Regions from separate parts of the Sus scrofa genome. Here region 2 is linked to region 1. A link is a contact called in public HiChIP or PLAC-seq data. All regions are on one chromosome and are shown on one strand. Each heading gives the region's core, a stretch centred on a gene start, on an enhancer-like site or on the middle of the called end of the contact. The rest is flanking DNA. Distances are from core to core; before and after follow the strand shown. Region 1 overlaps CHST15 (carbohydrate sulfotransferase 15). Region 2 has its middle 42 kb from the start of OAT.

Region 1 (4,640 bases), core at 1,296-3,795:
GAATTGTCAGCAGAATCAAAGCCGTCACTTGAAAGTTTCCAGAGAAGGTTGTAAACAGCAGGTCCCCTTATTTTTCTCGGGGAGAGGGGGGCATAGTGGAAGGTAGGTGGGTGGTTATTAGGGCCCCAAAGGGCAGCCACGAATTCCTGTTGTAAGTTTCTCTGTGCAAGAGATCATAACAATTTAAAATTCAAGTTCTTCGGCCAAGTGGGCCTAGTGAATTAAAGAGAAGCCACCAGTTACAAGCAGGAGTTTTCTTTATTGGTTCAATTCAAAAGTGGAAAAGACCTTTCAACTCAGCTTCCATTGGCCTCCTGCTTCTTCATTTGAGAGACAGTGGATAGAGTTTGATCTTAATTCAGAGGTGGTTACAGCCCCCACAAACTATGGGAAACAGCCGAAGGTGTCAACTGCCCCAGCACAGTCTGCCCAAGGGCTGTTTGGAGAGGGGTGCTGTGCCATCTGTCCTGGACGTCGCTGCCTCTTGGTCTTAGTTCTGCGTGTAGCCTGAGCACAGCCCCAGACACAGCCGCCTCAGGAGCCCTTGGTTGTCCCGTCGTTTGACGATGCGTCAAAAGGGAAGAGGACTCGGTTCCCTTAAGAGGAGACCTTGATTTTGACCCAAATGCCTTGGCTTTGGAACCTTGGGAATTTTCTTTCCCCTGCTTTTAGAAGTGATTTTGAAAACAACCCCACTGGACTGGTTAAACACTTACTCTACTTATGAAGATCAACTAGGAATGGAAGGAATGCGGCTTTTAATGAAATATGTCCCTTTATGTGCAGTTGGTCATTCAGACAGAACGATGAGCCAGGATGTGGGCCAGCTGGTCCAGAAGAATTTCACTCCATCTCCAGAGTGGATGGTGGGGTGCGTGGGTGGTGAGCAGGGACCCAGGATCATTGTGATTCGAAAATCCCAGCTCTGCCACTTCCTGGCTCTGTGACTGTGGGCAAGCTAGTCAACCTCTCTGTGCCTCATTTCCTCAGTGGTGAAATGGGGGGAAATAGTCCTACCTCTAGGGTTGTGAGAATTATAGATCTTAATATGTGTAGTATGTTGAAACAGTGCTGGACAAGTGGTAAATATTGTTATTATTCGCTGGTATTATTAAGCCAAGTAGCAGCAAATAATGATAACAGTAACCAAGCTGAGCCCTCATGTCCTCACTCGCATTGATGGAGCATCGTCGTTGAAGTGCTAGATGCACCGCATCCACTGCGGAGCAAAGCCCTTCCTGTCCGAGGCCCACCTGGAGTCCCCATCTAGTGGAGGGAGGGGACCTGGTGCTAGTTGAGCACATACTGCAAATGGCTCTGTGCTAAGCCCCTTGCAGGCATTGCCTCCTTTGAACTGTGCAAGCAGCTGAAAGGGTTGTCAGGATGTGTCAGGTGAGCTGTGTGATCTCAGGGGGGTTAAGTTACCTGTCCACTGTCACCTGGTTAGTAAGTGGCTAGACTGAGATTTGATCCCATGCCGGTCTGAGGATCCAAGCTTTTCACCTCTGTCTTAGGTCAGTCATTGGGATGCAGACTCTGAGGTGGCCTTTTGTGTGTAGGAGGTTCCTGGGGAGTGATTTTGGGACAACCCTGAGAGGGTAGCGGGAAAGACCGATGGAGGAGTTGAGCTACGATGCAGGCACAACAGGGCTCTCAGCCACCCCCATGGGAGCAAAGTAGCCACGGTGGCCCTTTCACGAGGCATCGCCCACCCACCAGCCATTGGCTGTGTCTGCCCTGAAGGGGCTTAACCTTATGTGGGGCAGGTCTTTTCAGTGTAGGGACTGAGCTGTGAGCCATCGGCAGGTCAGCTCCCACTTCTGCAAAGTTCCACGAGCAGTGAGGACACCAGTCTGTGCGGGTGCCTAAGCCTGGACTCCCCTCTCTCCTCAGTGGTGAGAGCAGGATGCTCACCCAGGGCAGCGACTTGCTGTGTAGCAAGGAGCTGAGCCCGATCTATGCTTTTGATTTTTATTTATTTTTTCTCTTTTGGCTGCCCCGCAGCATATGGAGTTCCCAAGCCAGGGAACAGATTCGAGCTGCAGTGGCGGCCTATGCCACAGCTGTGGCAATGCAAGGTCCTTAACCCACCGTGCTGGGCATCGATCCTGCATCCCAGTGCTGCAGAGACACCACCAGTCCTGTTGTGTCATAGCAGGAACTCCCCATGGATGCTTTTGCATCAGTTTTGAATTGTTGGACCTCTGACTTCAGAGTCTAGCTACTCAGCCGGTGGCGAAAACCTCCTCCAAATAGCCCAGCTTCTCCAGGTTGCTGGAAGTACCAATTTGGTGCCAGAGACATGTTCTCAGACGGAAGAGGAGCCCTGGCACGCTGCTGCCATGTGATGTGTTCTCTGTAACAGATATGCAGGAGGATTAAAAAGCAGGCTGTTCTTAGCACGAATGGGTTAAATATTAATGTAACTATCTCAAAGGGAAATTTGGAGAACTTCCCTGTGGGCAAGAGATAGAGTGGGGGCGGGGCAGCACAGAATTGTCAAGGTCATGATGGATTTCCGGTCCTTCTCCCTTCCCCGCCCCACCCCGGCTGCCAGCACTGCTAGCTTCTCTTTTTCCTCTTGTGGGCTTGACTTGGAGGATTAAGGATCACAAGCCGCCGTTGAGTTGTGAGGAAGACAGCAGCGAGTGTCCTAAGCCGCTTGTTAATTTCCCGGTGGATTCATGCTTTCGCTTCTCAGAAGCTGCCTGTCCAGGTGTCATTGACACATCTTTCTATGGGCCCCCAAATTTGCACGAGGTCACTTTATAGGGCTGCACTGTGAGCTGCCCAGGGCAGAAAGGGGGAGCTGGCCAAGCCCTGGCCAGGGCATGCGGGCCTGTCTGCGGGTGTCTCTGAAGACCGTTCAGGAGTGACCACCTAGGGAGGGCCCACATCTCGTTACTGGTGGGAGAAAAACCATCGTGCTGAAGACTCCCCTGTGTTTACCACTGTTTATTTTGGGGAGAAGTGTTTACAAAGCCACTGGCTGGCCCGAGCATTCCCACATGGATTGTTTGCAAAGGGCGGGTCTGTGGGGCAAGGAAGGCTGGGAAGAAGAGCCAGCGGCTGCAGAGGTGGTGGGGGCACCGGGCGCCGAGGCTGGGCCTCCAGGTGGAGTTGGGGAACCTGGTACGGAGAGTTGGGGCTGATTATCGAGGGCGGGTTATCACGCACTGGTCAGCCAGGGGACTGGTGGCCGTCACTCTGCAGTAAGACCCCCACGGCGGGAAGCAGGCCTGGCTTTGCTGCGGCCTCACCCAGTGGCAGCCCATCCTCTGTGCACCTTTTTCACCTGTAGAGACGCCGGGTACCGGGATCATGTGACAGTGCTTTGTAAGCCACACGGGGCTTGAGAATGGAGGGTGTATTTGGCATTGCCACCACCCCTGGATGTCCGCCAAGGCCCGAGAGCAGATGCTCAGGAAGAAACAGAGGTGGGCCCAGAATCCTGCTTGTGCTCAAGCGGAGGAGAAGACACGGCCCAGGTGGCCCCCGGGGAACCCAAAGCTTGGCAGCCACATTGACCTTTTTAGGCCCAAACCTGGATGTTCTTTTCTGGCAGAAAATGAGCCTCATCAGTGTCACCTACAGGTACAGTCTGAGGTGACGCTGACGTTTCCTCCAAATTAGCTGGTCCTGCTTCACTGTCCCTTGTGACGAGATGTTCACGGTTTGTGAGTCATTGGATGAAAGGGCCTCCTTCCCAGCTACATGAAATGACTTTTTTCTTGTAGGAAAAAATATCTATAATCATTATTGATGGCGTTGTATCAGAGGGTGGGGGTTATTGACCAGTGCTTTGGATCTGGATGCCAGCAGATGGAGAGTAACGAGGGCTCTCTAGCTGTCGCTCTGGTATCGTGTGTGCTCGACCCTCTGGAGGCCGCAGGGCCCTGTGCTCTCATGGGCGGTGGACTGGAAGATGGTGTGTCCACTTTGGGAGCTGCTGGTGAGGAAAGATGACCATTTGTTCACAGCACCAGCTGGGGGCAATCTGGGAGCACAGGGAGCCGGGGCCAGCATGGCCTGGGGTGAGCTGGTCCAGGAGCTGTCAGCTGCTCCCAGCCGTCCCCAGCTTTGGCGTCTGCCCCCAGCCTCAGCCTCTGTCCCCAGCCTCGGCATCTGCCCCAGGGCTTTCCTCCACACATGGCTCTCTGAGAGGTCTGCTGGGTGGGCAGTACGTGGCAGGAGACGGCGCAGCTCCAGGCCTCCGACAGCCTGCACTTGGCCACGCGGCCCTGACACTGAGGCTCAGGCTTCCTTGGGCCTTTTGGGCTTGGGGATCTTAGCAACTGCTGACAGTGGCCCCTCTGGGGACTGACAGGTTAAAGCCAACAGTCCCTCTGGGGTGCTGAAAATGTCCTGGAATTAGATGGTGCTGGTGGCCGTGTAAGGTCACGCATATACTAACAGCTACTGAATTGCGGATTTTTAAAAGGGTGAATTTTACGGTGTGTGGATTATATTTCGTTTTTAAAATGGTATGAACAAAAATATGACAAAAAGAGAAACCAACCATGAGGGGTGGTCTCTCCGAACTGGTGACCTTTGGGGTAAAACCCGCAGGGTTCCCCCCACCTGGAGGGAAGGCCAATCAGATCAATAAGCCCAGCATCGCTGCAGAGGTAAACTGGTAA
Region 2 (4,640 bases), core at 1,358-3,857, 300 kb before region 1:
GCCCATCTGGTAATCTGGGGTGATCTCTCATCTCTAGATTATTAACTAATTATATCTGTAAAGTCCCTTTTACCATGTAAAGTGACATAATCACCGTTCTGGGGACGAGGGTTGAACAACCATGAGGTTTTCTTGGGTCTACCATAGCCAGAAAATCGCTTGGCTGGGTGCTGCAATGCCGCTGCTGCCCCTGTGAGAGATGCCCCCAGGAGAAGAGAGATGCCATCCCCCGGCATCGTGGAGATGCTGAGAGGTGAAGTCACTCGCCTGGGCTTGAGAAGCGAGGGCCAGAGCTGGGCGTGGAAGCAGGATTTCTCCATCCCAGTGCCAGTGTGTCCCCGCCAGCTCCCACGAGCCCCCGTCCACAGGCTCCCTGCATGGAGACTGAGGGCATAAGTACTGGCTGCCAATGAAACCCCCCATGTGGACCTGGCCTCACCTTTCGCCTGAGATCATGCAGTCGGTGGGTTTCCTAACATCCCTGGGTCTCGGTCTTTGGACCTTTGGACCAACAATAGTGTCTTTGCTTCTAGAATATTTGTGAGGATGAAATGTAATTCTGTGAAGCGCTTAGGAAGCGTTGGCTGTGTGCGTGGACGCTGTTACTATTACTAACAATTGGGCAGAACCCCAAGCATCAGTGCCTCCAAGGATGTGCATCACGGTGCCAGGATGCCTGTAGTTCCTGCCTGCTATGCTTGGACCCCTACACATGCTCCCTCTTCTCTTTCTTAGCCAAATCCTATTTATCATTTGAGGCCCAACTTAGACATCACCACTTCCAGGAAGCCCTCTTTGATTGTGCCCGGTGGAGTAGGCTGCTTCTTCCCTATGCTGGTAGCACGATTGCCTCTCAGGAGGAGTGGCCCTGGACAGCAAGATGGAAGGAGCCCAGCGCTACCCTCTGCAGATCCGGGGTTGCCCATCGCTTCTCGGCGTGTTTTCAAGCTGGTCCAAACCTGACTCCTTACCTGTGACATAGGTTGAGGATGATAAGCTTACCTCCCAAGGTGCTGTGAGGCCTGAATGACATCATTCACGCAAAGCCCTTTCCCCGAGTCCAGCACATGTTAAGTTCCCAGTAAATGGTAGCTGCCTTCAAGTAAAATGCTTGAATCGCATCCGTGTGGGCGCTTAGCTCACGCACCTTGGACCCTTGTGACGGCTGTGCTTGAGTAGCGGGAATGCAACATTGGATGAACTGTTATGAAGCATGTGGGCTGATCGAGTTGATGGGGAGGCCTGTGGGAGCAGAGAGCATTCCCAGGGTCCTTGGTGCTGTTGGGGGCAGTGACTCAGAGACCCCACCCCCTTGTTTTTGGTGTTTTCTGGGGCTGTGTTTAAACACTGGTGGGGGTAGACCTCCCAGACCCCAGGAATCTGGGTACAGTGTGGGGTACCCACTCTGGTCTGCTGGGGGGGAAGGTGTTTCTCAAGGTTGAGTGGTGGGTGGGGGGCTGCCAGGTAACAGGGTGAGGGTCCAATCCCCCGTCCTGCATAGGGGGTGAATGGCCTCGGCTCTGCAGGGCCCTGTGCTGACCTGACTCTTTGTCCCCATTGTCTGGGCAGCCGCCTCCTAAGCTGAGTCTCAGCCCCAGGTTGTCCTGGGGCCATAAACACCTTGTAAAAATTGCTGGGAACAAGATTCTTTATGTTGGTGGCGACTCCAGCCCAGGTCGTTAAGTCTGGCCCGACTCAGACGCAGGGTTGGGACCTGCGGTGGCCGACTCACAGGTTTTGTGAGCCTCTCATTAGAGCCCTGGTGTTGCTGCCCCTCAGCCCCATCCTGCTGGGCTCTGCCTTGAGTCCTGACGGGCCCTTTGGGGCTCCCGGGGCTGGGGGACCCTGGGCTCCAGATTACACGTTTAATACCTTCTGCACTTTTCCTTGCTCTTGGTTTAATGCTCTCCTGTTGCCTCCTTGCAAATCGTAGTCATTTGGAACAAGGGCCTGTATCTTCTTTCTTTTATTTTTTTTAGGGCCACACCTGTGGCTTATGGAGGTTCCCAGGCTAGGGGTTGAATCGAAGCTGTAGCTGCCAGGCTCCACCGCAGCCACAGCAACACCAGGCCCGAGTCACCTCTGCAACCTACACTGCAGCTCAGGGCGACGCCAGATCCTTAACCCACTGAGCGGGGCCAGAGATCGAACCCTCGTCCTCATGGATCCTAGTTGGATTTGTTGCTGCTGAGCCACAGCAGATTCTCCAAGGGCCTGTATTTTCATTTTGCACTGGGCCCTGCACGTAGCTGCTTCTGGTGAAGAGAATGCTTCGCAGGCAGCAGGGCGCTCTCTGGATGGACAAAGGCCAGGCTGGCTGGAGGGCTGGGCCTGAGGGGCACGATTGTCAGAGACCAAGTCAGAGTGGTAATGCCAGATGGTGCGTGGGGGTTGCAGGCACCCTTGGGGCCATCCCAAGGGCTTTGGGTCCCCTCCCAGGGAAACAGGAAGCCACAGGGAGGGGTGAAGAGAAGAGTGACATGATTTGACCTCAAGGTTAGAACGTTCAACTTAGCTGCTGTGTTGGGAAGAGACTCTAAGAGGAGAACTAGGGAGCTCTCTCGGGAGGCTGACCAGGAAATGGGGTAAGGATGCTGGTGACTCAGACCAGGCTGGGCACCGTGGGGGTGGAGGGAAGTGGTCAGATCCCACATGGCTTCTGAGAACGGAGCCAACAGGACTTGTGACGGAGCAGATGTCAGCCAGGCGTCTGGCTCGTCCTGGTAGACAGTTTCCAAAGAGGACGGGGGACAAGCCCTGCCCTGCTGTTCCACCCCCGCCCCCCGTTCCACCAGGAGGCCAAGGCTTCCCTTCCTCTCCCCCGCCCTTGAATTAGGGCCGGGTTTGTAACTCGCTTTGATCTCTAGAGAGGGGGGGAAAGGAGGCCGTGTTCATTCCTGGCCTCACCTTGAAGAGCCGGCAGCTTTGGCTTTGCTCTCTGGGAGCCAGGCGCTGAGCTGTAAGTGGCTGGGAGAGATTCCCAGAGGAGAAGCTGGTGGACACACAGGCGGCACCCACTTCCAGACCTGGGAGAAGGACCTCGTTCCACATTCCAGCCCCAGCTGAGCCCCCGGAAGGATGAAGCCTTGGGAGTGACTCCAGCTGACAGCACGCAGAGCAGATGAACCGCCCAGATGAGCCCTGCCCAAGCTCCCAACCAAGAGAATCATGAGGAGTAAGGCCTGGAGTTCCCGTGCTGGCTCGGTGGTAAGGAACCCACTAGTATCCATGAGGATGTGGATTTGACCCCTGCCCTCACTCAGTGGGTTAAGGATCTGGCATGGCTGTGTGTGGCAGCTCTGATTCACCCCCTAGGCTGGGAACTGCCATATGCTGTGGGTGTGGCTCCAAAAAGCAAAAAAAAAAAAAAAAAAAAAAGAGAGAGAGAGAGAGAAACAAAACCTTGATTTTTTGGGCCACTCATTTTTGGGCTGACGGAGGTATCTGTCAGACACCCAAGTGGAAATGTGTGAATAGGCAGCTGGATAGTTCAGGGAAGGGATCAGGCTGGAAGGGTCAATGCGGGAATTTTCTTGCTTGCTTGCTTTTTTAGGGCCTCACTGAGGCACATGGAGGTTCCTGGGCTACAGGTCAAACCAGAGCTACAGCTGCTGGCCTGCAGCACAGCCACAGCAATGCCAGATCCAAGCCGCGCCTGCAAGCCACACCACAGCTCACAGCAATGCCAGATCCCCCACCCACTGAGCAAGGCCTGGGATCGAGCCCGTGTCCTCATGGATGCTAGTCAGATTTGTTAACCACTGAGACGGGAGCTTCTGGAAAATTTTGACATCCAGTCTTTTTTTTTTTTTTCTTTTTAGGGCAGCACCTGCTACATATGGAAATTCCCAGGCTAGGGGTTGAATCAGAGCTGTGCCTGCGACCGACCGACACCACCGCTCACGATAGCGCCGGATCCGTAACCTACTGAGTGGGACCAGGGATCAAACCTGCGTCCTCATGGATCCTAGTTGTGCTTGTTAACTGCTGAGCCACAACAGGAACTCTGACATACAGAGTCTTAAGGTCTTGAAACTGGATGAGAGTCACAAGGTTGACGGTGGAGAGACAAGAGAAGAGGGTCAAGGACCAAGCCCCGGGCACTTGGATCTTGCAGTGTCAGGAAGGCGCAGAGGGTCTGGGGGTGACGGGGAGGCTGCTGGACAGGCATTTCGGGCAAAAGTCTTTCTCATACCACTGCCCTCGCTCCTGTGTCCTGCGAACACAAACTCATTCAGCTGGGAGGGCAGACGGTCCTGGGCCACATCCAGCCCCGTCTTCTCCGAGCTGAGGTCCTAGCCAGCATCTTCATGCGTCCTACCCCATCACAGGCCAGGCCTTGCTGAGGGCTTTGTATCTTGAGCCAAGTGACAGCTCTCGGACCTCTGTTGGCTCCATGATGGGAGTCAGGTCCCTCCAGGGAGCTGGGAACCTCCCCTCTCCCCGGCAGTAGCTGCCAGGCCCCCAAGGCAGGTGGGAACCAGCCCTTCTGGTCTAAACACAGACTGAGCGGCTCAGACCTGGGCATGGGATACCCAGGGGATCGAGCCCAGGATTTTGGCTGAATGTAGGTGGAAGCAGGTGAGGAACCAAACCAACACAGTGTCCTGGAGAGAGTGGTTGGTCCTGACTTAGGGAAT

The links. HiChIP or PLAC-seq counts read pairs in DNA pulled down with a chosen protein or histone mark.
Region 2: an H3K27ac HiChIP or PLAC-seq map of alveolar macrophages shows a contact between it and region 1. The contact joins two enhancer-like sites. A contact is called at or near these places in 2 of 2 datasets of contacts at active chromatin or transcription factors (alveolar macrophages and skeletal muscle).

Annotation. Positions count from the first base shown.
Region 1 is chr14:133,479,341-133,483,980 of Sscrofa11.1, reverse strand. The region is part of intron 5 of CHST15 (carbohydrate sulfotransferase 15); the gene reads left to right. Among named protein-coding and RNA genes, the nearest start is that of CHST15, 63 kb to the left of the region's middle. Within about 2 kb of position 2,545, at least 7 of the 83 cell types and tissues checked have an H3K27ac peak or open chromatin away from gene starts, as enhancers often do. A contact at or near this core is called in alveolar macrophages, where this site is marked.
Region 2 is chr14:133,780,303-133,784,942 of Sscrofa11.1, reverse strand. No RefSeq gene overlaps it. Among named protein-coding and RNA genes, the nearest start is that of OAT, 42 kb to the left of the region's middle. Within about 2 kb of position 2,607, at least 12 of the 83 cell types and tissues checked have an H3K27ac peak or open chromatin away from gene starts, as enhancers often do. A contact at or near this core is called in alveolar macrophages, where this site is marked.